Linked DNA regions of Mus musculus: all the other regions are linked to region 4. A link is a contact called in public HiChIP or PLAC-seq and promoter capture Hi-C data. All regions are on one chromosome and are shown on one strand. The core of a region is the stretch at or near the end of the contact, and the rest is flanking DNA. Distances in the headings are between cores, read along the strand shown. Region 1 has its middle 58 kb from the start of Gm31573. Region 2 has its middle 17 kb from the start of Gm31573. Region 3 has its middle 25 kb from the start of Gm31573. Region 4 holds the start of Gsc (goosecoid homeobox).

Region 1 (5,902 bases), core at 3,121-5,620, 130 kb after region 4:
AAGGGGTAAGAAAAGATCCAAATTAACAAAATCAGAGACAAAGGGAGGGACATAACAACATGCTGATGAAATTCAGAGAACTGTGAGGACATATTTTAAAAAACCAAAAATATAAGAGAAATGGATAATTTTCTTCATATATACCACACACCAAAGTTAAATTAAGATCAGATAAGCAATTTAACCAGACCTATACCTTATACTGAAATAGAGGCAGTCATTAAAAGTCTCTCATCCGAATAAAGTCCAGCGCCAGAGGGTTTTAGCACAGAATTCTACCTAACTTTCAAAAAAGAATTAACACCAATACTCCTCAAATTGTTTAATAAACTAGAAACAGAAGGAACATTGTGCAATTCATTTTTGAAACCACAGTTACCATGCTAACTCAACTACATAAAGACCCAACAAAGAAAGAGAATTACAGATTAATTTTCCTTATGAAAATCGATGCAAATTTTCTCAATAAAATACTTGAAAACCAAATCCAAGAACAAATTAAAAAGAGTATGCACCATGATAAAGTAGGCTTCATCCCAGAGATGCAGTGACGGTTCAACATATGTAAATTGATAAATGTCATCCATCAAATAATCAAACTGGAGGACAAAACCCGCATAATTAACTCATTAGATGCAGAAAAGGCCTTTGACAAAACCCAATACCCCTTCATGATAAAAGTCCTGGAGAGAACGGGGATACAAGGGACACACCTAAACATGGTAAAGGCAATCTACAACAAGGCCTATGACGGGCCTACTGAAGAAGGCTGTTCTGCAGGAGCAGGCCTTGTGCATGCTGATTAGACATCCTCCCATCGAGTTACATCTCCCACCCTTCTACAGAGAGAATTTCTGCAGATGAGGCTTTCTTCTACGGGTGCAGACATCAGGGGCCTAGAGGGATATTTCAGGGAGGCACAAGGGGGCAGACAGAGTTGAAGGCAAGATCCTAAGCTATGATAAGGATTCAATATAGGAAGGAGCTGCCATCTTCAGGCAGCCTGCTCCTGCACAACAGCCTTCTTCAATAGGACACCCTAGACCCCTGGGGCAGCCTCAGGAACACCACAGAAGCCCCTGACCGAGACAGTGCAATAGCTCACAGGTCAGGTGTGTTCCATTATGCTTGGCACAGATGGGCAGAGCCCTCCTGAGGGACCCTTTAGTTCAAGTGGATCACTTGGAGTGCCCTGGCTCCCTGACCACTCCCTTTTATGCCCTGGTATGGCATAGTCCATGGTAGGTGGTACCACCCCTGGTAAGGGTGGTCCTGAGTTGTATTAGAAAGCAGGTTGAGCAAGCCATGTGGAGCAAGTAAGCCAGTAAGCAGCACCCTTGTTCCCCATAGCTTCTGTACCAGCTCTGTCCTGCTTGTGTTCCTGTCCTGGATCCCATCAATGATGAACAGTGATGTGGAAGTATCAACTGGGTAAACCCTTTCCTCATCATCTTGCTTTTTGGTCATGGTGTTTCATCACAGCAATAGTAACCTAACCCTCATGAAGACATGGAAGAAGGACTTATCTTAGCTCAAAGTCTCAGGAGGGCTTAGTGCATAACTGCCTGAGGAAAAATATCCTGACGATAGGAGTTTGTGACAGGAAAGCTTCCTTATGGTAGACAGGAAGTGGAGAAAGAACAGGAAGAGGTCAGGTAAAAGATGCCCCTCCAAAGAACCGACTTCCACTGACTGACTTCCTCCATCAAATCCTCTCACCCCCAGATTTCCAGCACTTTCCAAAATAGCTCCACTAGCTAAGAACCAAGCATCTGTAATGTGAGGCTGTGCAGGACGTTCAATACTCCAGTCATGATCAGGCACTACAGCTTGATATTCGGTGTCTCCCACGCCCATCCAGGCCTTGCTCACTTCTCTACCCTGACACTCCTCCATGAGCCTTCTCCTGACTGGGATCTCTGTGGAACCCTGATGATCCAACCCTCCCGGGGCAACACGGAGCAAATCATTCCCTTTGTGCCTCGCCCCCTCTGACATCACCGTGTCCCTCTCACCTACCAGCTTGAGTTTATAGACTTGATGCGATCAAGGTGAGGCTCTTCTACAGAAATGGCCTTGGGTGTCCTCTCTGCACTACAGTTTTCCTTTCCCATTGAAGGAAGAGGTGCCGGCCTCAGAGGCTACTGTGAGAGTCAGTGAGAGAAACTACGTAAAGATGCTGCCCATGGGAGGGGCCACCAGGGCTCTGCCATCACCCTTATGATCCTGGGGCCCACTGACCTCCATGAGTCCTCTGTGCTTGCTGTGGCCTCAGGCTGTGGGACAGACTGCTTTTACACAGGTTCTCTTGAGGTCTGGGAGTGCAGAGCAATCTTCCTTCTCAGGGAGTGGTGAAGGCAGGGGTTGAGTACGCCCCGAGGACAACCAACATATCCTGCTGGTGTCCTCCTTGAACAGCAACAGCCCGCTCAGAACTGCACTCTGCGCAGCCTCTCTCAAAACACGTGGAAGGGTGTTCTGAGCGCTTTGGTGACCTTGTAGGGACAAGACTTTACTGAACAAGGGGCTCGGGAACCAATACTTCCTGGTGTGAGCTAATAGGGTGGACCCTGCCCTTTGCTCGACTTTTAGTCTCTATTGCCCTCTGGCTTCATCCCTAATGAAGGGTGGTGCTCCTCCCTTGGTTCCACCCTGGGTCTGAAACACTCCATTTCACCACATCATTCATTCCTGGCAGAAAGAACACTCCCCGGCACACCAAGCAAGAGCAGTCTCCTCGGCTCAGGACCAGGCTGAGGCCCCAGCACTGAGGAGCCTGCGAGCCCAAGCTAATATGGCCACAGGGACCAGACTCTGACAACACCACCACCCCACACCCCTGTCAGGTGACTTGATGTGGAGAGTCATTTATTTATTTATTTATTTATTTATTTATTTATTTGGCCAACCTGGGAGGGTAAAAAGAGTTATGCACACATTTTCAGAGAATTAGGCAGAGAACAATAGGACAGGACACCAGACCTCCTCTGGCCTCAGTGTGTGCATTTGAGCACACACACACACACTCACACACACACATATACACCACAAGCATGCACACACACCACCACCATACACATATGAATAAACTGCACATATCCACTCCCCCATATGCAAATAAACAAATATAAATAAAAATGTTAAAGAATTTATGCAGTCTCACCCACCTTAAGGGAGCCGTTAGCATTAGTTAGGTAATGGGTAGATCTCATGCCCCGCAGGTCTCTTGAGTCCAATGCTGCAAAGTGACTGAGGAGTCCTTGATGGTCTCCTTCTTTCCAGTAAATGAGCTATTAAAACATTCCTAGAGGCCTGTGATGAGTGCGGGCTCAGAGTTCGACGACCCCTCCACAGGGTTCTGGAGCACAGCAAGGGATTTTTAGAACCTGCCAGAAAAGTGATGTAGTCGGTCAAGGCGACTGTCCACCTCTTCCTCAGAGAATCTTGGAAGCTTTGATTCTCCAAACGTGTGAACAAGAAATCCAGGCAATCTAAACCAACCAGAGACAGTTCCAATCCAGCATGCAGTCCCATGGGGGTGGAGAGGACCAGGCTGGAACAGCACTTGGGCAGGGCTCAGCTTCACTGAGTCCTAGGAAGCGGTGACAGCCATCTTCACATCTGTCCTTCATGAAATTGCCCATGCCCATCTCCTGGATGAGCCAAGTCTGACAAATGCCCACAGCCAAGATCTCTGTTCACTAACTCTGTCGCCCTGTTAGTCCAGCACCTGCTATCCACCCGCTGTGTGGTCTTAGACGGTCGCTTAACCTCTCTGGGCTTCATTTTCTCATCTGTCAAAGGATTAAAATGAACCTTTTTCTGATCAGATTGCGTGAGCTCATGTGTGAGTGGTATCAGCTGGGTGCCCAGCACGAAGAAGTCACCAGCAGGAGCTGTCATTGCCACATGGCTGGTGACAAGCCTAGCCCTGGGCCTTTATTAACCAGTGCTAAGTGACAGATTGCATGCCTGGGTAATGCTCACTGAGGCCCCAAGAGTTACCCTCTCCCTTTTCCCATCCCTCTGCCTTTGTGGCCACTGCACTCAGCAGGGCCCACTGGCTTGGTCTTTCACCCCTCTGTGCCTTGTCTTCCTGGTCCCTTTCCCTTGGAGTTGTGGGAGGAGCACAGACCCTGGTGGCGCCACAGGATCCCCACCATCCATGTGTCCTCACCCTAGGGACATAGTTCAGAGAAATGCTGGGAAGTCAGGGAGGCTTGGCAGCCGGGTAACCCTGGGAGGGACCAAGAAGCATTATCTATAGTGTCGTGTCAACTGGAGATTTAGCCTCAGATCCTGACCTGAGCGTGAGGAAACGGGGCTGGACGGGGGCCGCTTCCTGCCAGACGGGTGTCCAGACGTGTCGGGGACGGGCCTGGTGACAAGCAGCAGGCTCAGCGGACAGGCGGTGTTGCTGCTGATGCTGTACAGGCTCAGCTGGGTGAGGCTGAGGGGCCTGTCGAGGGACAGCAGTGCAGATAACGCTTCCGTGGCCTCGTGGCTGGGACGTCCTCCTACCTCCGAGACTCAATCAGGGGACTCTCTTTCTCCCTGCCCAGCCTTGATTCCATTCCACTCCAGGCCTGTTTGACCCTTCTGCAGGAAGTGTCTTTGGAAGATCAAGGCTTCTAGAAGAACTCTACAGCCTGTTTAAACTTGCCAGAGCACTGCTTCCTACCACTGTTATAAGCTGTAAGATACTCACTTTTCTTAGGACAGACGTTCTTAACCAGTAGATCATGACCCCTTGGAGCTCAAATGACCCTTTCACAGGGGTCGCCAAGACAAATCGAAAAACACAGATAATTATCGTAGGATTCATAACTAGCAGAATTACAGTTCTAAGGTAGCAATGAAAGTAATGGTATGGTTGGGGGTCACCACAGCATGAAGAACTGTATTAAAAGGTCGCAGCATTAGGAAGGCAGGACAACAGAAATGGGAGAAGTAGCTACTGCCACCTTGATGCTTTGTCAGGCCTGGACCACGGCTGGTGAGCTAGCACCTGCCCAGATTGTCCATGCTGGGCAGACCTGGGGTGGTTCCTGCATGCACCAGAGGTCAGTGACCACCCTCTCCAAACCCCAGCCTGTGGAGACAACAAAGACCACTTTGTATAGTAAACTAACTTCCAATCACTAAACACCTACCCACTGAAAAGCACCCACATATCAAACTACGCCAAAGTCCATGCTGCAACTCTGGGCTGAGCCTGCTCCCCAAGTCACGAACTGCCTGAAACCCAAAGGCGCTGGCCCAGCCCAGCCACACCCTTCCTCCGCCTCAGGAACATTCAGTTTTCTACATGAACAAAAAGTTACCCACGTTTGGACATGCTCTAGAACACTTGCTTTCCCCCCCTAAAAGACACGGTGGACTGCATCTTATCCACCAGAGGGGTCACAGGTCACCGCGAGGCTCTGAAGAGGTGACCCTGGAGCAGCCTGGTGTTTACAGATTTATCTCATGCATGGGCACACAGTAGGGCTTCAGACACACACAGTAGGGCTTCAGACACTCTACAGTCATGCTCTGGAGAAAGATGGGGACTCTGAGAGACGGCACAGGCGTGCTGTGACACGCATGAGTGTGTCTTGGGGAGATCAGTATCCACAGAGAGGCTTAAGGATGGGTGGACTTAGGAGAGAGAGCATGATGAGTAAATCAAACAGCAACTGGGGAGGTGAGATGTCTCAGAAGCTGCCAGTTCGCACCGTAAATAATTCCTGCGTCACTCTTCTACAGGCAGACTGGTCTCTGCTGTACGCCTGGCCCTTTCTGTGCCAACAGCAGGTTTTGGAGCCAACTGAGAGCCTTTTCCAGGACTCTCAGGAGAGCCAGGCTGAAGCTGGGATGCTCGGGGGACATGGCTTTCCTGCACCCTATGAGGTAGAGAGCA
Region 2 (6,048 bases), core at 1,379-3,878, 210 kb after region 4:
TGGGGTTAGGAATAGATGGGAAACTCTGTCTCTGCATATTCTTGGGAGAAGTTTAAAAGCCCACCCCCACCCTCCCTGGTTTCCTCCCTGGGTCAAGAAAGGAGGGACAGAGATGATTTCAAGCCACCAAGGGCCCCAGGGAGTCTAGAGTGAATGTCTCAGCCAAAGGCTGAGTTATGCCCAGCAGAGGGATTCTGACAGCCTGGCCCGACAGCCTTCCCCACAGCTGCCTAATGAGACCCTCTGAGTGCCTGTGGCTGCGAGGAGAGTAGCCAAGGTGACGGTGACATCCAGGGAACCAATTTGGTCACAGAGTGACCGACTAAGCCATTGTGCCTCATGGAGCAGTCATTCCCCAGCCTGCCAGGCGGCTCCGTGCAGCTTTGGGGCTCACAGTTCCCCAGGGCAGGACTTCAGAAATAATAAAATAAAAGCTACCCCCACTCTGGGGCGGGGACAGCTGGCCACGATGCACAGCTGTCTATAGGACACTGTGTCGTAGTCTGTAACAGACCTGTTCACTTCACATCTGCCCTGCTGAAGACCCTGGGCAACACTGTGGCTGGGGTCACCTCTGTAGTGAGGAGTGTGAAACTCAGACTCGGTTCCAAAGTCACCTTGTGACCTAGATGACCGAGTTCATATGTGAGCCCACACCAGCCTGTTCGCTTCCTAAAACTTGTGTTTCATCTTTATGCTGTGTGTACCCCACCCTATGTCCTCTACCCACTCCTCAGGGGCACAGGGGTCAGAGGTCAAAGCCAGTGGGCACAGCCCAGCCCTGAGTGGGCCGGTGGGTGTGTGTGTGTGTGTGTGGAGGGAGGGAGTAAGGAGAAAGGATGTCACAAGGTACAGCAGTGATGGCTAAACTGAGTGAGGATTGGGCGAGGCTCACATTGTAGACTGAGTGGGCGGGGCTTACAGTGTAGACTGAGTGGGCGGGGCTTACAGTGTAGACTGAGTGGGCGGGGCTTACATTGTAGAGTGCCTGAGGAGAAAGAGCCACAGAAGACAACCTTGAATGGCACGGAAACTCCTGCAGGTACCCACACTAGGACTGGCAGCCCTTCCCCCCTCAAAAGGCTGACAATGTGTGGCAGGAGCTAGGCAGATAGAAGGGCAAAGGTGAAGGTTTGCTCCAGTTTGGAACTGAAGGCATCTGCCGACCTGCCTGAACCTGTGAGGGAGCAGAGCCAGCCAGTAAGACTGACCAGACCCGCATCGCCCAGTGGACCTATTCCTCCCCTTCTCCCCCAATTGGACTTCCTGAGTCTGGGCTCCATGCAGGACAGCCTACCCCGCCCACAGCCCAAGGGCCTGCCCAGCCTCAAGGTGAAGTTTCCTTTCAGGGTGACCCTAACTCTGCCTCTCTGCTTTCCCTTCTACCTTCCTCCAGAACTCATCACTCCTTCCTCTCAAATTCTTGAGGATAATGGGACCTTCATGGGTGTGGGGTGGGGGGGTAATAAACTGTGTTCTGGCTGGTTCTTGTGGACACCTAAATACGTCTTTACCCCCTTTAGGGTAGCGATAGAAGTATAGACTCTGGAATCACACTGCCTGAAAGAAAATCAAGGAAAGGACACTTCCTGGAAGAGGTGACCAAGCGGGGTCTTGAAGGACGAATAGGAGTTTGTAAGAAGCAGGAAACAAGAGGAAGAGATTAAGGAAGAGAAAGTGAAAGCCTAAGGGGTGTGTCTGGGGGGTGGGCCAGAAGCAGTGAGGTGGAGATGTGGGGGGAGAAGGGAAGATAAGCAATCAATGTGTAGGGAATCTCAAGGTTCGAGGTCAAGGAGGAAGGAGGATACAGTACCTTCTACGCGCTAAGAGGAAACAGCAGGTTCCCAGTGGATGTCAGCTGCCCACCACCTAGCTGACCTACGCTTGCAGCCTGCATGGTCCTCCAAAGACAAGGGCCTTGGCTATAGTTCTCTAATGGGCCTTGAGAAGGAGGTGCTCCCTGGCTGGCCCAGCTCCTCCTCCTCCTCCTCCTCCTCCTCCTCCTCCTCCTCCTCCTCCTCCTCCTCCTCCGTTCCAGGGCTCCAGCACTCGGTCCTATCACAGCCGTCATCTCTTTCTCCTTCCGTCGCTCACTGATCGTTATCCCCAGACCCTTCCAACGCTTCAGACAGGCCGTCCATTTAATTTCGTAAAACCAAACAGCACACCGGCTCTCTCAGGATGCGCGGTGAGCGTGATACGGGTCTGTGGAATGTTTCTCAGAGCAGTGAAAAATTTAATTTTTCCCCCCAGCATCAAGATGTGTCAAACATAATTTATGCCTGGACATAATTCATCCCCAAAGATAAATATTGAAACCCAAGAGAGGAGAAGCAGCTGCAGAATTTGCTGGGGCCAGGGGGCTGCAGGGAAGGTCCCCCCTCCAGTCCTGCCACTGACAGGGTGGGGGGTAGGGGGGTAAGTATGGGGAAAACCAAAGTAAAATAGCAAGCCCGTGGTCTGGCCTTAGTCTCCCGCAAATGCTAAGGGTCTTTCTTTTTCTTTCTTTCTTTCTTTCCCTTTTTTATTTTACAAGCCTCTTTTGTGTCTGTCGGACTGTTGCTCTGTCTTGCATAAAATCGCTTGCTCGCAATAGAAGTCTTCAATTAAAGTCACCTGCTGGTCTTTGTCAGTTGAACTTGATGCTGTCAAATCACGCCGAGTTCCTTAAGCCAATACAAGTCATTACAGAGGGAGTGAATAAGAGCCGTGGCAGGCAGGAGCTCTCTGTGATCAATTGATATCTTCCTTTGCCTGGGAGGGGGTGGGGGTCTCGGAGTCCCGCTCCCTGCCGCCTCATCCCCTCCACAGGGGCCTGCACCCCTGGATCCAATTAGACCGCAGCTCGGCGGGTCTGAGGGTATGCTGAAAGGCCATCGGTAGGCGAGCCCATTAATAACTCGCCGGTGCCCTGCGTATTGTAATTGTCAGTCTGCAATTTACAGTAATCCTCCCATGCAAAAAAACCCAAGTCGCTGCAGCTGATTGGAAATTCATACTCCTGTTTGAAAGAGAAAAACACAGGCCGCACGGGTTAAAAGGCCACAGCACACAAGTGTGCGTGTTGAGTGACAGACATTTTAGTACTAGCCTGGGACCATATTTTAAAAGGTCACTGAAAACTCTTGGCTTGGGCTCTCTGACAAACAATGAACGTCCTGGGTATTTATTTGCCATCTCTTTGTTTTTACAGCATGCAGAATAAATGACTTAAATGACGTTGCGCGGGTCTGCATATTGTCATCACGGGTTACAAGTCACTATTAAACTCCGTCAAATCAAACCAAACCCGGTCAAGGCAACGAGACTAAGAGTTATTTGCATTCCTTCTGTCATAAAAAATCATATCCCCTTACTCAAGACTTTCAATTCGTTATTAAACGCAGCCACAAGAGTATTTCAGGTCTGGCAATATAAGCCCGGGGAAACCTTCTCGATATAACTCAGTGTAACAGCTCAGACCCGATCCCACTAAAAAGTCCCAGTTGAGCGTATCTGGGCGTTCAATCAAGACATACATATTACTTTTAAATAAGATTAGCCTCTATATTTTGCTGCTTAAGTTAAAACTTTTCATGTCTTTTTCTGCTTTTATATAAACTCCAGCATAATTCTGTTTTAGCGAAATACTTCAAACAAATTAAAAACCTCAAGTTGAATGTGTCCTTAACAAAAACACTCTTAATGGCACTGCAACGTGTTTGCTGACGTTAAAAACACTTTCCCATAAGATGGATTTTTTTCTGCCCCCCTCCCACCTCCGCCTTTGCTATTGCAGCAGTACAGGGTCCCCCTTGGCTGCTCCGGTGTAGGCTTTGACCACTCACTCTCCACTCAGCCGCAGTATCCATTAAAAAAGAAAAAAAAAGTATTGAAAAAAAAAAAAAAAAAAGTCCTGTCTTATCTGCCTTCAAAGGGGCTCTGGGTCAATTGGGAATGGAAAGTGATCAGTAGGGTATTTGGGAGAATATAAGGGGAGATACTTAGTTTCTGTTGATGTGCTAAAATACCATGACAAAGGCAACTTGGGGGGAAAAGGTTTCTTTCAGCTCTTAGTCCATCACTGAGGGGAAGTCACAGAGGTGGGAACTTGAAGCAGCCATTCTGTAGGCAAGAAGCAGAGAACAATGACTTAATTAATACCTGCACAGCTCAGCTGTCTTTCTCCAGTCTTATAGGTTGGAAAACCACACCTAGGGAATGGCGCCACCCAGAGTGGGTGAGACTTCCCTCATTGATTAATGTAACCCTAGAATTTCTCTGGGACTGGTGTTGACTGTGTCCTAGAAACAGTCATCAGGGCCCCTTCAGAAGTGAAGCTCACAGAGAACAGCTTCACCCCATGGTACAGCAGGCAGATGGCTGAAACTTTACCTGAAACCCTGCCTGTGAGTGAGGGTGGGGCCTGTGAGTGAGGGTGGAGCATGTGGGTATGGGTGGGGTCTGTGGGTGAGTGGGTGTGGGGCCTGTAAGTGTAGGTGGGGTCTGTGAATGTGGATGGAGCCTGTGGGTGAGTGGGTCCTGTGAGTGAGTGTGGGTGGGGCCTGTGGTGTGGGTGGGGCCTGTGAGTGTGGGTGGGGCTTGTGAGTGTAAGTGGGGCCCAGGAAGGTGAATGGCTGCCAATGCTACAGCAGGGCTACCCTCTAGGGCAAAGATGCAAGGGTTTGGATCAGTAATGAGGGCTCCCCCTCAATGAACTGAGTTCATGGAGATAGGTCCTAGGTAGGCTGATGGGGTAGAACTTTTACAAGCCAATCCAGACCTTCCTGAGAGGAAAGCTATGGAGTTTGGGGGCATTGGTCTTGTGGGCAGCAAGCAGCCAGGCACCTGCATCTACAAGATGGTGAAAGCTGCCAGCAGCTATGGGGCACAAGAGAAATCAGAGGCCAGGTGAGCCCTTCACTGCAGGGGAACCCTGACTACAGCTTTGGAGACTCTAGAGAGACCCCCACCTAGGCTGTCCTGGGACGCCATAAGAGGGAGAGTGTGAACTAGCATATGTGTATTCTCAGCCACTAAGCAGGGGGCTTGTGATGTGGCAACAGAAAGCAAACACTCATGGCGTAATGGAGTCACAGCTTCCTGACCAGCAAGTACACTAAAGCTGTTTCTCAGCCCCACGTATCAACTCCCTCCTCGTATGGCAATCCAAACATCACATCGCTTTAAGGCCTCTTGTTCTTAAAGACATTTATATAAATAATCTACTTCTTTCTTAATTTGGCTGTCACTGTGTTCTCTAAAACAAATATCTTTCCCTTTTTAAAGGCCCCAAACAGGCAGCACGCTTGACATCAGTATAAAATTCCTCTTGTTAAGCCCACAAAAATTAACACCTTATGAGAAAAGCTGTACCTTTAAAAAAAACACCTGACCAAATATTTCATAAAAGCAACACACAGCAAATTCCTAAGGTGGATTCTCTGGATTTACAACCATCAAACTATATTAAACTTAACAATATCAAGATTTATTCCCTATTAAGTGGAGCCTCGTTTTGGTAATAGCTCACATTTGGTCCCAGAAGGTCTCAAATACCTTCTGCCCTTCACCAGGTACTCTGTCATAACTCATAGCGAGGTGTTTCAAACCCTCATTATGAGGCCATGCTGCGACATTGGGGCATGACATACTTACCTGGGAAAGGGGGTGCATGTGGCATCTTGGGTCACAATGTAGAAATGGCCCCGGGTTATGGAGGAGACACAGAGAACCAAGGGGTAGCCCTCACTGGCTCAGGCCCTAGTAGTATCAAGTATTAGTGTCTGACTGGGCTCTTTCTCTAAAGAGTGCCATTGGAAAAGCTCAGGTCAGACAGACTTGGGACACTGTGGAGGCAGGACAGCAACACACCTTCTCTCAGGTTAGTATCTGCTCATAGCTGTCCCCATTTGGTGACACTGTGGGGTCCCCAGGGAGACATCTTCTAAAGGCAGATGCTGAGGCTAACCCAGAGATTTCAATTGTGTTGTGAACCACTGGCCTGGTGGCACCCATCATACCTCTGAGGAACCCAGAATTGCAAGAGGGAGAGAGATTGTCCTAAGA
Region 3 (5,547 bases), core at 691-3,190, 160 kb after region 4:
AGCGTTTCCACCATGAGGTTCGAGAGAAAAATCAAAACAAAACAAATCCAGGACCAGACCCTGTGGTTCAGGATCAGAAGAGCCTAAGCCCCTTTCACGTGGCGGGCGGTTTAGGATTCTATCCTCTCCGAGCAAGAGAAATAAAAATTACTGGCTGGACCACTGACCCAGAGGAGTGCCGGCTACATGACGGTCCCTTAGCAAATGGCAGTCACAGACTAGAGCAATGAATGTTAAGACAGGCTGGGGCCAAGTGACCTCGGTTGAATCCTCTTCCTGAAGCCAGACGTGAGGCCAAGATAGGACTAGATGCTTAATTTTCTGGAATCTCGTTTGCAAAATTGGGGATAGCCCCGCCCCCTTTCCAGGGTATCACTGTTAAAGCCAGCCCAGTGCATTCCATCCCTCCCGGGACACATTTCCTTTCTCCTGCCAAGGGCTTGCCCAGGACCAGGCTTTCTGAAACTACACTATGAATTTTGCCCCAGAAGTTGAGAGAGGAGCAAAGAGTTAAGCCTTAACAGTGTACCTAACTGAGGGAAGATAGGGGTGTATATCCACATAGACTGCTCGCAAAGTCATGCGGGGGGGGGGGGGTGCGGGAGTCACGGCAGCTACGGAGCACTTGCTCCATCTTTAAAAAAAAAATCACAAATTCAAATTTCAAACACGTCATCCAACACAAACTTTGCTGCCGCTGGATCCAGCCAGAGCCACCATCTGCACCTCGAGGATTTGCACCTTGGTGCATTTTAAGGGAAGGCAGCTGGAGGGTTGGAAGTTGGGCTGTCAGGTAAAATACAGGACACCCAGTTAAGTTTGACGTTCAGACAAATCATTTTTAGTATATGTATATGCTCCAAATATAGCTTGAACATACTTGAAATCACTCATCATAGATCTGAATTTCAATTTAGCTAAGTGTCTCCTCCACCCAACCCCCCCCCCCATTAATCTGTCACTCATCAGAGGTGTCCCCTACCCCGCAAGCCCCCACCCTGCCAGCCTGGGTGCTGTTGCAGTCGATGGTTACATCAACCCAGGTGAGCAACACACACTCTATTTCCAGGTGCTGCGAGATGCCCTATGGGTAGTCACTGGGGCTTGTATTCCAGAACCTTCAATATCACAAAACCACCAAAAAGTAAAAGATGGCTTCCTTAACCCTGGTGAAAAACCCCTCCCTCCTCGCTAGGGAAAGTATTCGATCTCTCCACAGCACAACTGCAGAGGGTAGAAATAGCAGGTGATCAAATTGCAGCCATTGGATTCCTGGACTTGAACCACGGAACACAAATCCAAGTGGCTTAACATGAAGAAGGGGGGAAAAATAACTCCAGAGAAGACGTTCCGGTGGCGTGTTTAGGGGGATCCCCATCCAGGGCCAAGGGGGTGCAATGAGGCTCTGGCCAACATCTGGAAAGGCCATTTTGAGCCGATTCGAGTCGTGTGTGTGCTCTGGGAGATCGCTCAAGCAGGGAGAAAGGGCGGGGAGCAGAAGGACCGTGCAACAAGTCACCCAAGCAGGAAGGTTTCCCCGAAACCTGGAGTACAGGCAACGGCCCACTCTTCTAGTCTACACAAAATCTCTTCTGTGCTTTTAAATAAATGGAAGAGAAGGAAAAAAATAATTTTTGTGGGCCGTGCATAAAGCCAAAGCCAAAAGTCTCAAAAAAAAAAAAAAAAAAAAAAAAGCCAAAATGATGAAGTACGTGTCTGAAATTACCTACCGGTGCGCCCTTCAGACAAGCAGCTTTATGAAGGTCAAGTTCTTACCTAGAACACCCTAGACACTTGTCTCCCCGCCCATCACCTCCAGTATGCAAAGCACAAGTTGGGGGTGGGTGGGAATTAGCTCAGCCTGACACCCCTTCAGGCCCTTCACCCCCTTCCTCGAGTTAATTTCCGATTCTATTAAGCAGCGGTGGTTCCCCGCGGCCCCTCCTCCCGGTCCCTAGGCTGATTTCAGATGCGAGGCATAGCCTTGGAGTTCAAGCTGCCGCTGTGTAAGGAAGCCCACTTTGACACAGTAATTACAGGGCTTGAGCGATGCTTTACATTAGAGTATAAAACACTCATTAAATTAAAATTCTTCCATGAAATCATGAAAATAAACAGTCTGTCCAAACTGGCATCAACAAATTCGCAGGGCGCCTCTGCGTTTTCTCAGACCCGGGCCAGCTCCAGGCCGCGTTTAACCACGAAGTGTGAACGGCTCACACGCCTTTGAAGAGCAGCTCTCTGCTTCTCTTTAACGTTATTGCCTTAATTGTTTTTACAACTTGTAAGATTTTAAAGCTATTAAGCTTCAAAGTTGGGGGAGGGGGGCGTCGGTGGGAAAACTTGAAATGAGGACCCTTGTACCCTGCCCAGGTTAGGGGTGGGGGAGGTTAGCATTCCCCAGCCGATACCCTTCTGGGACAATGAAAATACAAGGGACAAGAGGGGATGAGCAATTTCTCCACGATCCCTTGGGAGACAGAAAATAAACCTCACGTTTCAAAAGGTTCGGGCAGAGGCAGAGACAGCCTGGTTTCCTCCACAAAAGCAGGGGGTTCAGACCAAGCGACCCCGAGGTGAACTTGGGAATGAACGTGAGCTCCGTTTCCATATCAGCACATGGAGAAGGGTTAGGTTCCGTGATTTCACCTTATCTCTGAGTGTTCCGTCCCATCAAGTGACCACAGACATCAAATTAGCAAGTATTTAATCAGCATTCCTTGGAGAAACGGGAAGCCTGTTAGCAAGTTGGGTCTGCTGAGTGATCTGTTTCTCGAAGTCACAGCGCTGACTGTGCTCACACCTGAACAAAGGATTTTCCTAATCGATGGATTTTCCTATTCACACTAGCCAGTGTGTCTTTGTGCTCAGAGGCTGAGGTCACCTATAAAATGAATAATCGGGAAAAAAAAAAAAGACACTACACAGATCCTTGTGTGCTATTGGACATGCATGAGCGTTGCCTTGTCCGCCCACAACTGGGAGCCTGGTAGCGACACATCCTGAGCATGCTCCCATGTTCCCCAGCGAGTTCAAGAATGCTGCCAGGGCTGCATTTAAATTTCTGTCAAGGAGGCTGATTCGTAAACACAGAACCATGAGCAGTTAGGACCAACTGGACTTTAGAGGCGTGAAGAGGGGAGGTTGGGGGAAGGGTGGCATGAGCCCTGCTTTGCTGAGTAGAGAGGGGTGGAGAAACGAGGGGGAGGGAAGAAATGACAGTCTTGTAACTCCTACCAGAAACAAGTAAACTGGCTTCTGCAGCTACCTGTAGAGAGAGAAGGGACAGCATTCATGACAAAGAGCCATGCATGCAAGAGAACACACACACACCATGACAAGTTTGATAAAGCAAGGTTTAAGATTCTGTCTCAGATAACTAGTCTCCAACAATACTTTTTTAGCACACCATGATGTGGGGAATATTCTAGAAAAAGCAAAGATAATCAAAGTTTCTAGGGTTCTCAAAAGGAGTTATGAGGAGCAAGCTGAAGGGCAGACTCAGAGAGGCACTGCCAAGCCAGGTCATCTGACAAATGTCACTAGAGTGATGATTCCTTTTCATTGTCAACTTGACTGGACTGGATATTACCTAGGAGACACACCTCTGGGCACAGCTAGAAGATGTCTTCAGAGAGGTTTAGCTAAGGAGAATTGAGTGGGGAACAGGAAGGCACCTAAGCTCCAGCATTCACCTCCCCCTGCATCCTGACTGGAGGTATAATGTGACCAACTGCTTCTTGATCCTGTCCCATAATCCCCCTACTCTGACAGGCTGTATTCTCAAACTCTGAGTCAAAATAAACCTTTAAAAAAATAGCAACAAGAAAAAAAAAAAAACTAATACAGAAAATTGGTACCAAGAAGTGTCACTGTGGTAAACTTGACCATATGGTTTGTAGCCTTTGGGCATGACTCCAGAAAGGATTTGAAAGTTTGGAGCTGTAGGCTAGAGTAACTCTTAAACTTTTCTAAGCGGGGTTTACTGGGACATTTTGTGGAAATCTAGGAGACCAGAAGAAGAACAGAAATGTGGACAGTGGAAACCCAGCTCATGAGGTTTCTGAGGAGAATAAGGACTTTATTGGGTTGAGAGCACTTGTGTTAAATTCTGGAATAAACCTGTTAAATGTGTTAAAATCTGACTACATTCTGCCGGTGTCTTGAACCAGAGTGAGGCAATATTCAAAAGCAACAGACTAACTCAGTGGAGGAAACTTTAGTTACATTCAGACTGTGGCATGGCTACTGCTCACTGCTCTTGCTCAGTTCCATGGTGAAACAGAGCAGAAAAGCATGGTGAGTGAAACAGAGAGAGATACGGCCCAGTCAGGAGACAGTAGCTGCATTGTTTAGAAAGATCAGCTCTGTTAGAGATGAGTTTTGTTCTCTGTACTGGGACAAGAAGCAAGGTCTTCTGCAGGAAAGTCCTACTGTAGCCAGTTCCTGCTTGTAACAAGGTCAGTTTACTTGAAAGAAAAGAGCCTACGTTGATATTGCTGTGGAAAGGGTCCCCTGCACCTGAGTTCAGGCCATATGTGGCAGGGCTAGAGTCTTGGCAAGAAGGACTTGAAAGGCCATTGTATGGAACTGTGAGGTGAAATCTAACTTGCAGTAAAGATTCCAAGACCAAGGACAGCTGAAGACTTAAAAAAGAGTCCATTCGAGACAAAGTTTTACATATGTTTCATGCAGCAGAACTGGAGATTGGGGGGGGGGGGGCGTGCATTTTTCTGGAGCCCAGGTGACTCCATCATGAGTCCTAGATGCCAGACATGAATCTGCAGGATTTGGTGTTTGCTCTTGCCTTGGTTCAATATTTCCTTGCTATGACTCCAATCTTCCCTTTTGAAGTAAGAAAGTTTACCCTTTGACATTATACTTTGGAGGTATATCACTTGCCTTTTGATTTTACAGGTGTTGACAGTTAAGAGATTGCCTTGACAACTAGTCATGGTGGCATGCTACCAGCTGGAGGATTAAGTTTTCACATACAAATCTGGAGAGCACACACATTCAACTGTACAATATTCAGTTTAGGACTACAGTGTGCATTTGGCTCCTGGAATACATCCGACAACTGCTTAGTGTTAGGATAGTTCCCTACCTTAGGCAGCACTAAACTTACTCTGTCGGTGAAATATAAGGGATTTCATGTAGTATTCTACAGTAGCTTGGACAGTGATTAACTAAACTAGATGTGATGGTGCGACTCCAGTGTTGAGAAAGAAGGAGTTTAAGTTTGAGCAAAACTGGAAATATTAGTCAGGATTCTCTACAGGAACAGAACTGATAGAATATATATATATATATATATATATATATATATATTTATATATTCCCAGACACACAAGGACACACACACACATGGGATCTACTAAAATGCCTTACAAGCTGTGGTCCAGCTAGTCCAACAATGGCTGTCCACCAATGGAAGGCCCAAGAGCTGGAGTCTCAGCTGGTCTTCACTATGTGCTGGAATCTGGAAGAAGCAGGCTCTAAAGCCAGTGAAGGAACAGACTTTCCAGGGAGAGTGAGGGCAAGCAG
Region 4 (5,288 bases), core at 968-3,467:
TGATAGAAAAGGTGAAGCTTTCAAAAGCCCGGCCTGCACTCCCCACCCCTTCCCGAAGACCCAGGATACCCAGCGCAACCCAGTCCTACCTCCCAACCCCTACTCTGCTGCTTTTAATTGCCTTCTGCATCGCAACTAAACAGATTTCTTTCCTAGGCCTCAACTGATGGCACGAGGGTAGGAAATACAACATGGCTGGTCTACATTGCCATCACTTTATTGTATTGTCACCGTTAACTTAACTATAAATACTACGGTGGGGGACGAGGCTCACGCAGGCAGCCCGGGACAGTGGGGCTGCGGTCCCCACGCGCCTGTCCCCAGCAGTCCTGGGCCTGTACATTATTTACAGCTAGCTCCTCGTTGCTTTCTCGACCCCCTCCCGCAAGGCAGGGTGTGTGCAAGTAGCATCGACTGTCTGTGCAAGTCCTTGCGTCAGGCAAGCGCCCCGGCCGGCCCGCGGCCGCGGCCGTCAGCTGTCCGAGTCCAAATCGCTTTTACCTTCCTCTTCCCTCTTCTCCGGCGAGGCTTTTGAGGACGTCTTGTTCCACTTCTCGGCGTTTTCTGACTCCTCCGAGGAGGATCGCTTCTGTCGTCTCCACTTGGCTCGGCGGTTCTTAAACCAGACCTGTTGCGCAACCAAACAGTGGTGACCTAAAGGCTGCTGCCCACCGACACCAGGGCACCGGGTGGCCCCGCGTGGCCAGGGGACAGCCTGACCGTGGAACCTTAGCCTGGCAGGGAGAAATCCGCAGGCAATCGCTGTGCTCAAGACCAACAAAAGGAGAAGCACCCTCCACGCTTCCTCTTTTCCTTCTTGGGCCTAAAGTACCCTCGGGCAGCCTCCAGGCCACAGCCTCTGGGATGCTCTTAGAGTGGCCACATCCCAAAGGAGGACCCGGCAAAAGCCGCGTGCAGGGAAGGACCGCTAGACGCCCCCACCCCAGCCCACCCCCGCTGGGGCTCTTGCCTACCTCCACCTTCTCCTCCCGAAGGTGCACCTTCCTGGCCAGCTGCTCCCGAGTGCCCACGTCTGGGTACTTCGTCTCCTGGAAGAGGTTCTCCAGGGCTTCGAGCTGCTCATCGGTGAAGATGGTGCGGTGCCGCCGCTTCCGCCGACAGTGCAGCTGGTTGAGCAGCTGCAGCTCAGTGCGCGACAGCGTGCCCACGTTCATGTAGGGCAGCATCTGGTGCGGCACCGGAGACACCAGTACAGAACCGGGGCCCTCGTAGCCTGCGACAGAGAGAGGGACGGGAGTCAGTCATCCTCCCTCGGCACCGTAAGCCAACCCGCTCGCTGCCCTCGCTCACTTAAAAATAAAAAAAGTCTGCAAGGGGCGCTATGTCTTTGGGGGGCACCGAGACCAGGGATGCCCAGACGTGGAAGGAGCGTCTGCCTGCACACATCCAAAAGCCAGTTCAGGCACTTTAGAATCTCCCCGCGTCCTCACTTCATTCCCGCGCGCGCGTGGAGTCGCCCCGAGACTCCCGGTGACTCGGCTTTTTAAACTCTAACCTAAAGTTTACAGTAGACGTATGCAAAGTCCCCGTACCCGGTGACCCAAAAATATATTAATTAATTAAAAGTAAAAGATAAATAAATAAATGGGAGAACGGGGAAGGCTTGCAAAGGGAGAAAGTTGGTGCCAGGTGAGTAAAGCAAGCAAACCGCGCGTCCATGCCCCGGCAGCCACCGACTGCCGCAGTGGCGAAGGCCGGCTCGCGAGCGATCGCGACCCTACCTGGGGGCGTCGGGACGCAGGAGCACTGCTGGGCGCCCAGCGGCGGCACAGCCCCGCAGCAAGCCGGGCCCACGGGCGCCGCCTGCACGTGCAGCTGCCCGTAGAAGTAGCTGTTGTAGCCCAGGCGGGAGCTGCCGACCGCGGCCGGGAGGCCCGCGCCTCCGGGGGCCACAGGGCGCGGGTAGAAGGCGCCGTAGTCCGAGGAGGTGCCGCCGCCGGCGCCGTAGAGCGAGTCCCCGTGTAGAGCCGGGAAGACCACCGGAGCCGCGGCGCTGGGCGCCACCGGGAGCACCGCGTCTTTGCAGCGCGGCCGGGCGGCCAGGATGTTGTCGATGCTGAACATGCTGGCGGGCATCCCCGAGCCCCGCGTCGGGACCGGGGGGCGGCGGGGACGCGCCGAAGAAGAAGAAGTCTCCAAGTGGTGTTGTTTGGGGTGGGGGTTGGGAATTGTCCCACTCTCTGCTCCCGCGGGCGAGCAAACCGAAAGAGAGCGCGGGCGAGCGCGCAACTCGCGCCCCTCCCCGCCCCCTGCGTCCGAACTCCCTCCTCCCGCCCTCTCCTCCCCTCGCCGCCGCCTAGCTGAACTCAACCCGCGGGTAGGACGCAGCTCCGACCGGCTCAACCTCTTGTTGGTTTTATACTGAGTCGACGTCATCCTGGATTTAGTTCCTGGTAATATGCAGATGACAAACAGAACCAGATTTGGTCCTTTTCTTTTCCTTTGGGTGGTGTGGAATGGGGAGGTGGGGGTGGGCGGGGGGCGCTTGCAGGGGAGGGGGAGAGATGCCAAGAGGAGGGGGGCCACAGGGCCTGAAAAAGATTGTGGATTGAGAATTAATGAAATTAACCTAATCTTTTCCATTCGGCAGCCCCGGCGCGGCCCCGGCCTTGCTGGGCGGGCGGCCTAATTGCCCAGGTTAATCTTATTAATACTATTGTCCTGCCGCCGTTAACAACTCCGCCGCCGACCTCTCCGCCCCGACCCTTTTCTCTCTATTATGGGGTGCGATTTCCTATGGTTGTAGCTCAAATTCATTGTGGCTAATTTTACTTTAGGACTACTTTTTACTCTCTTTCGGAATCTGTTTGCTTTTAAGAAATGAGGGTGGCTGTGTCCTCCCTCAACTAAGACTGAAAGTGCCCCCCCCCCGCAGCCAACCCCCTACCCCGTGAACTCACTGCCTAATTTCACTTCTCCACCCCCCCCTCCGTCTCTTTCCCAAAATCTTTTGTTTTTGCGAAAGCCAAATTTTCTCAGAGCAAAAACCATGAAAGTAGAAACGCGTCCGCCTTCGTACAAGTTGTCTTTTTTCTTCTTCTTCTTCTTAAAGCGGTCACTCTGGGTCTGAAAACTACCCTGACTCTCCCTAGCTCCTAACACACCAGTGAAGAGCAAATTCAGCCAGTCTTTAAAATTCACCACCCAGAGGAGCGCTCTGAAGCGATGCTTCCAGAGGCTTCCCGCGTGGGTGCCGATAGGTTCTGTGTATTTTTGATTATTAGTCTGGGAGAAGGGGTGCCTTCCCCCCCCCCAAAAAAAATTTTTTTGGCTTTAATTCTCGTGGGATCTACCGGGACTGCCTGTCTCCTTTCTCAACATATTGAGTGGCGTCCCTCTCTCAATCAGCGAGCTCTCCGAAAGGCCTCTAGCTGTCCTTCCAGGCCCGCGCTGGCCTCCGGGGGACCCCAGCGGCCTGGACAAAAGTCGGGCCACTGCGGGCGGCCGTGATGATTTGCGGGATTCTCCGTGAGGCACGGCCGAACCGCGGGAGGCGCAGCCAGCCTAGATCTGCGCGCTGGCGGCTGGGCGACCTGCGGGAAGGTAGGCGACCCTCTGGGCAGAACGAAAACAGAGGCCCAAAGTCGTGCGTCCCGGTGCCAGCCCGGGAATTGCACCGCCATCGCGCAGGCCACTCTCCAGCTACTCCAGGAGAGACCTGGGTAGAGGACTTCCATACCATTTGTGGAGATTCCTCTCTCACTGATAAGTCTGAGATAACTTCAACGCTGTCTAAAGCCGTACAATAAATGCTAAGTCCTCCCTGGCACTGGAGGAGATCCTGGGACCTCTCCTTATTGCTCTTCCTGGGTTAGAGAATCATTGCGGTAAGTTTGGTCCCGCCTGGGCGCAGAACTAGGCAGTGCGTGGGAGCAGCCACCCGGAACTTAGGAAAGCGTGTACCTCCGTGCCCTCCAGCCCACCCACGCATGGCCTAGGACACTTGATTTGCTTACGTTGCAAATTGGGGGTGGTGGTAAGGATTGGATAGAGACCGGCTTCAGTTGGGGAGGTGACAGTTTCTTGTTTTTGTTTTAAGAGAAACAAAGTCTTCTCGGGAACGCTTCAGAAAGGCCAAGCCCACCTAGAGAAGTGACCTTTTTCCATTACAATGACTTTACTGTCACCAGGTTCCAGGACACACCTGCTGCCCTCCAACATTTTCCCACGTTCGGTTCTAAAGGGAGATAAATTGATTGACAAGAACTGGAGGCTGCAGTGACTTCGCTGTGTTCGTTTGTGTTGGTGGTTGTGAGTGGATAAGGCGCATGCAGGGGCAGGTCTCTTATATGACCTTTACAGGGGTACAGGCAGAAACAGGAGAGCCTGGGGTAGATTCCTGAACCCCTGAAACTTCTGAAAGGGGACTCAGATCCAGACCCGACAGGTACTCAGCCTCAGATTTGAAAGAGCAGTGGAATTTTGAAAAGAATAAAACAAACCCACGCCCACCCATTCATGTCTCTTTCAGCTTGGTACTTAGTGATCAGTTTTAACAAGTCCGGGATTTCGCTGCAGGGCTCGATTTCCCGAAGCCCTGTAGCTATATCAGTGACCCTAGAAGGAAGAGGCTGTTCACCTGTAGTCAAGGGTGCCAGGGTTCAAGACCTAACATTGCCACCTGGCAAACTACCCCTCCTTTGGAGGCCTCAGGATTTTAAATAATCTAACCAAATCCGAGATTAATTGAATCCCTTAAAACCTTAGTATTTAATGAGTTTTTTTCTTTTCTTTTCACTGGGACAAAGGAGTGTGTTGGCCCCACCCCTGCCCAAAGGCAAAAGCAGGGTCTCTTCAGCTGGGTTCAAGATAAAGAAAAATCACTTGGCTCTTTTCCTTGAAAACAAGACTTTCCCAGAAAGAAGCTCCCGGACCCAAGCCTCACAACTACATGGGTTTAACCGCTACACTCCGGGAGAGCTCACCCGTGGCGTGGCTGAGCCTTCCTGGTACAATTGTCCCCTCAGCCCAAGGTTGTTCTACTTTGTCGGCTGGGAGGCGGACTCCGTGAAGGAAGTCAGGGGCCCAGCTCCCTCGCTGTGCTTTCTCTGAGGAAACCCTACAAGTGTCCCCAACGCACTAGGAACAATCCAGAATGGCCGGGCGCAATTGAAATAACAAATGCGAGGCACGCAAATTGTCCCCCTCCAGTTGCTAAGCGATTGTTTGTCGCCCCGCATGCCCAGCTCAGCATGGGAGAACCAGCGAGTCCGGAGGCAGCCAGCGAGGCTTCGGTGAGAAATAAGTAAACACGCAGTTGATTTTCT

Evidence for each region. Promoter capture Hi-C pulls out the DNA fragments that hold promoters and counts their contacts. HiChIP or PLAC-seq counts read pairs in DNA pulled down with a chosen protein or histone mark.
Region 1: a promoter capture Hi-C map of epiblast stem cells shows a contact between it and region 4, with 2.8 times the contacts expected there. The contact joins the enhancer-like site here to the promoter of Gsc in region 4. A contact is called at or near these places in 8 of 39 promoter capture datasets (cranial neural crest, embryonic stem cells, epiblast stem cells and 4 more), 1 of 484 Hi-C or Micro-C datasets (nephron progenitors), 4 of 115 datasets of contacts at active chromatin or transcription factors (craniofacial prominence, embryonic limb bud and embryonic stem cells) and 2 of 9 other capture datasets (embryonic stem cells and liver).
Region 2: an H3K4me3 HiChIP or PLAC-seq map of craniofacial prominence shows a contact between it and region 4, with 6 times the contacts expected there. The contact joins the enhancer-like site here to the promoter of Gsc in region 4. A contact is called at or near these places in 13 of 39 promoter capture datasets (the 3T3-L1 cell line, the HPC-7 cell line, cranial neural crest and 8 more), 11 of 115 datasets of contacts at active chromatin or transcription factors (craniofacial prominence, embryonic basal ganglia, embryonic forebrain and 6 more) and 1 of 9 other capture datasets (embryonic stem cells).
Region 3: a contact with region 4 is called in a promoter capture Hi-C map of second pharyngeal arch cranial neural crest, with 6 times the contacts expected there. The contact joins the enhancer-like site here to the promoter of Gsc in region 4. A contact is called at or near these places in 9 of 39 promoter capture datasets (the 3T3-L1 cell line, cranial neural crest, frontonasal cranial neural crest and 5 more), 3 of 484 Hi-C or Micro-C datasets (cranial neural crest, nephron progenitors and palatal mesenchyme), 6 of 115 datasets of contacts at active chromatin or transcription factors (astrocytes, craniofacial prominence, embryonic hindbrain and 3 more) and 2 of 9 other capture datasets (embryonic stem cells and liver).

The regions. Positions count from the first base shown.
Region 1 is chr12:104,601,816-104,607,717 of GRCm38.p6, forward strand. No RefSeq gene overlaps it. Among named protein-coding and RNA genes, the nearest start is that of Gm31573, 58 kb to the right of the region's middle. Within about 2 kb of position 4,371, at least 12 of the 459 cell types and tissues checked have an H3K27ac peak or open chromatin away from gene starts, as enhancers often do.
Region 2 is chr12:104,676,498-104,682,545 of GRCm38.p6, forward strand. No RefSeq gene overlaps it. Among named protein-coding and RNA genes, the nearest start is that of Gm31573, 17 kb to the left of the region's middle. Within about 2 kb of position 2,629, at least 11 of the 459 cell types and tissues checked have an H3K27ac peak or open chromatin away from gene starts, as enhancers often do. A contact at or near this core is called in craniofacial prominence and second pharyngeal arch cranial neural crest, where this site is marked.
Region 3 is chr12:104,635,266-104,640,812 of GRCm38.p6, forward strand. No RefSeq gene overlaps it. Among named protein-coding and RNA genes, the nearest start is that of Gm31573, 25 kb to the right of the region's middle. Within about 2 kb of position 1,941, at least 19 of the 459 cell types and tissues checked have an H3K27ac peak or open chromatin away from gene starts, as enhancers often do. A contact at or near this core is called in embryonic limb bud and second pharyngeal arch cranial neural crest, where this site is marked.
Region 4 is chr12:104,471,019-104,476,306 of GRCm38.p6, forward strand. Gsc (goosecoid homeobox) reads right to left here and starts at 2,218. Exons shown (of 3, transcript NM_010351.1): 1 at 1,743-2,218; 2 at 975-1,234; 3 at 191-628. The coding sequence starts at 2,097. The coding sequence ends at 473. It overlaps Gm10000 (a long non-coding RNA gene), which reads left to right and starts at 2,512. Exons shown (of 6, transcript XR_381874.2): 1 at 2,512-3,564.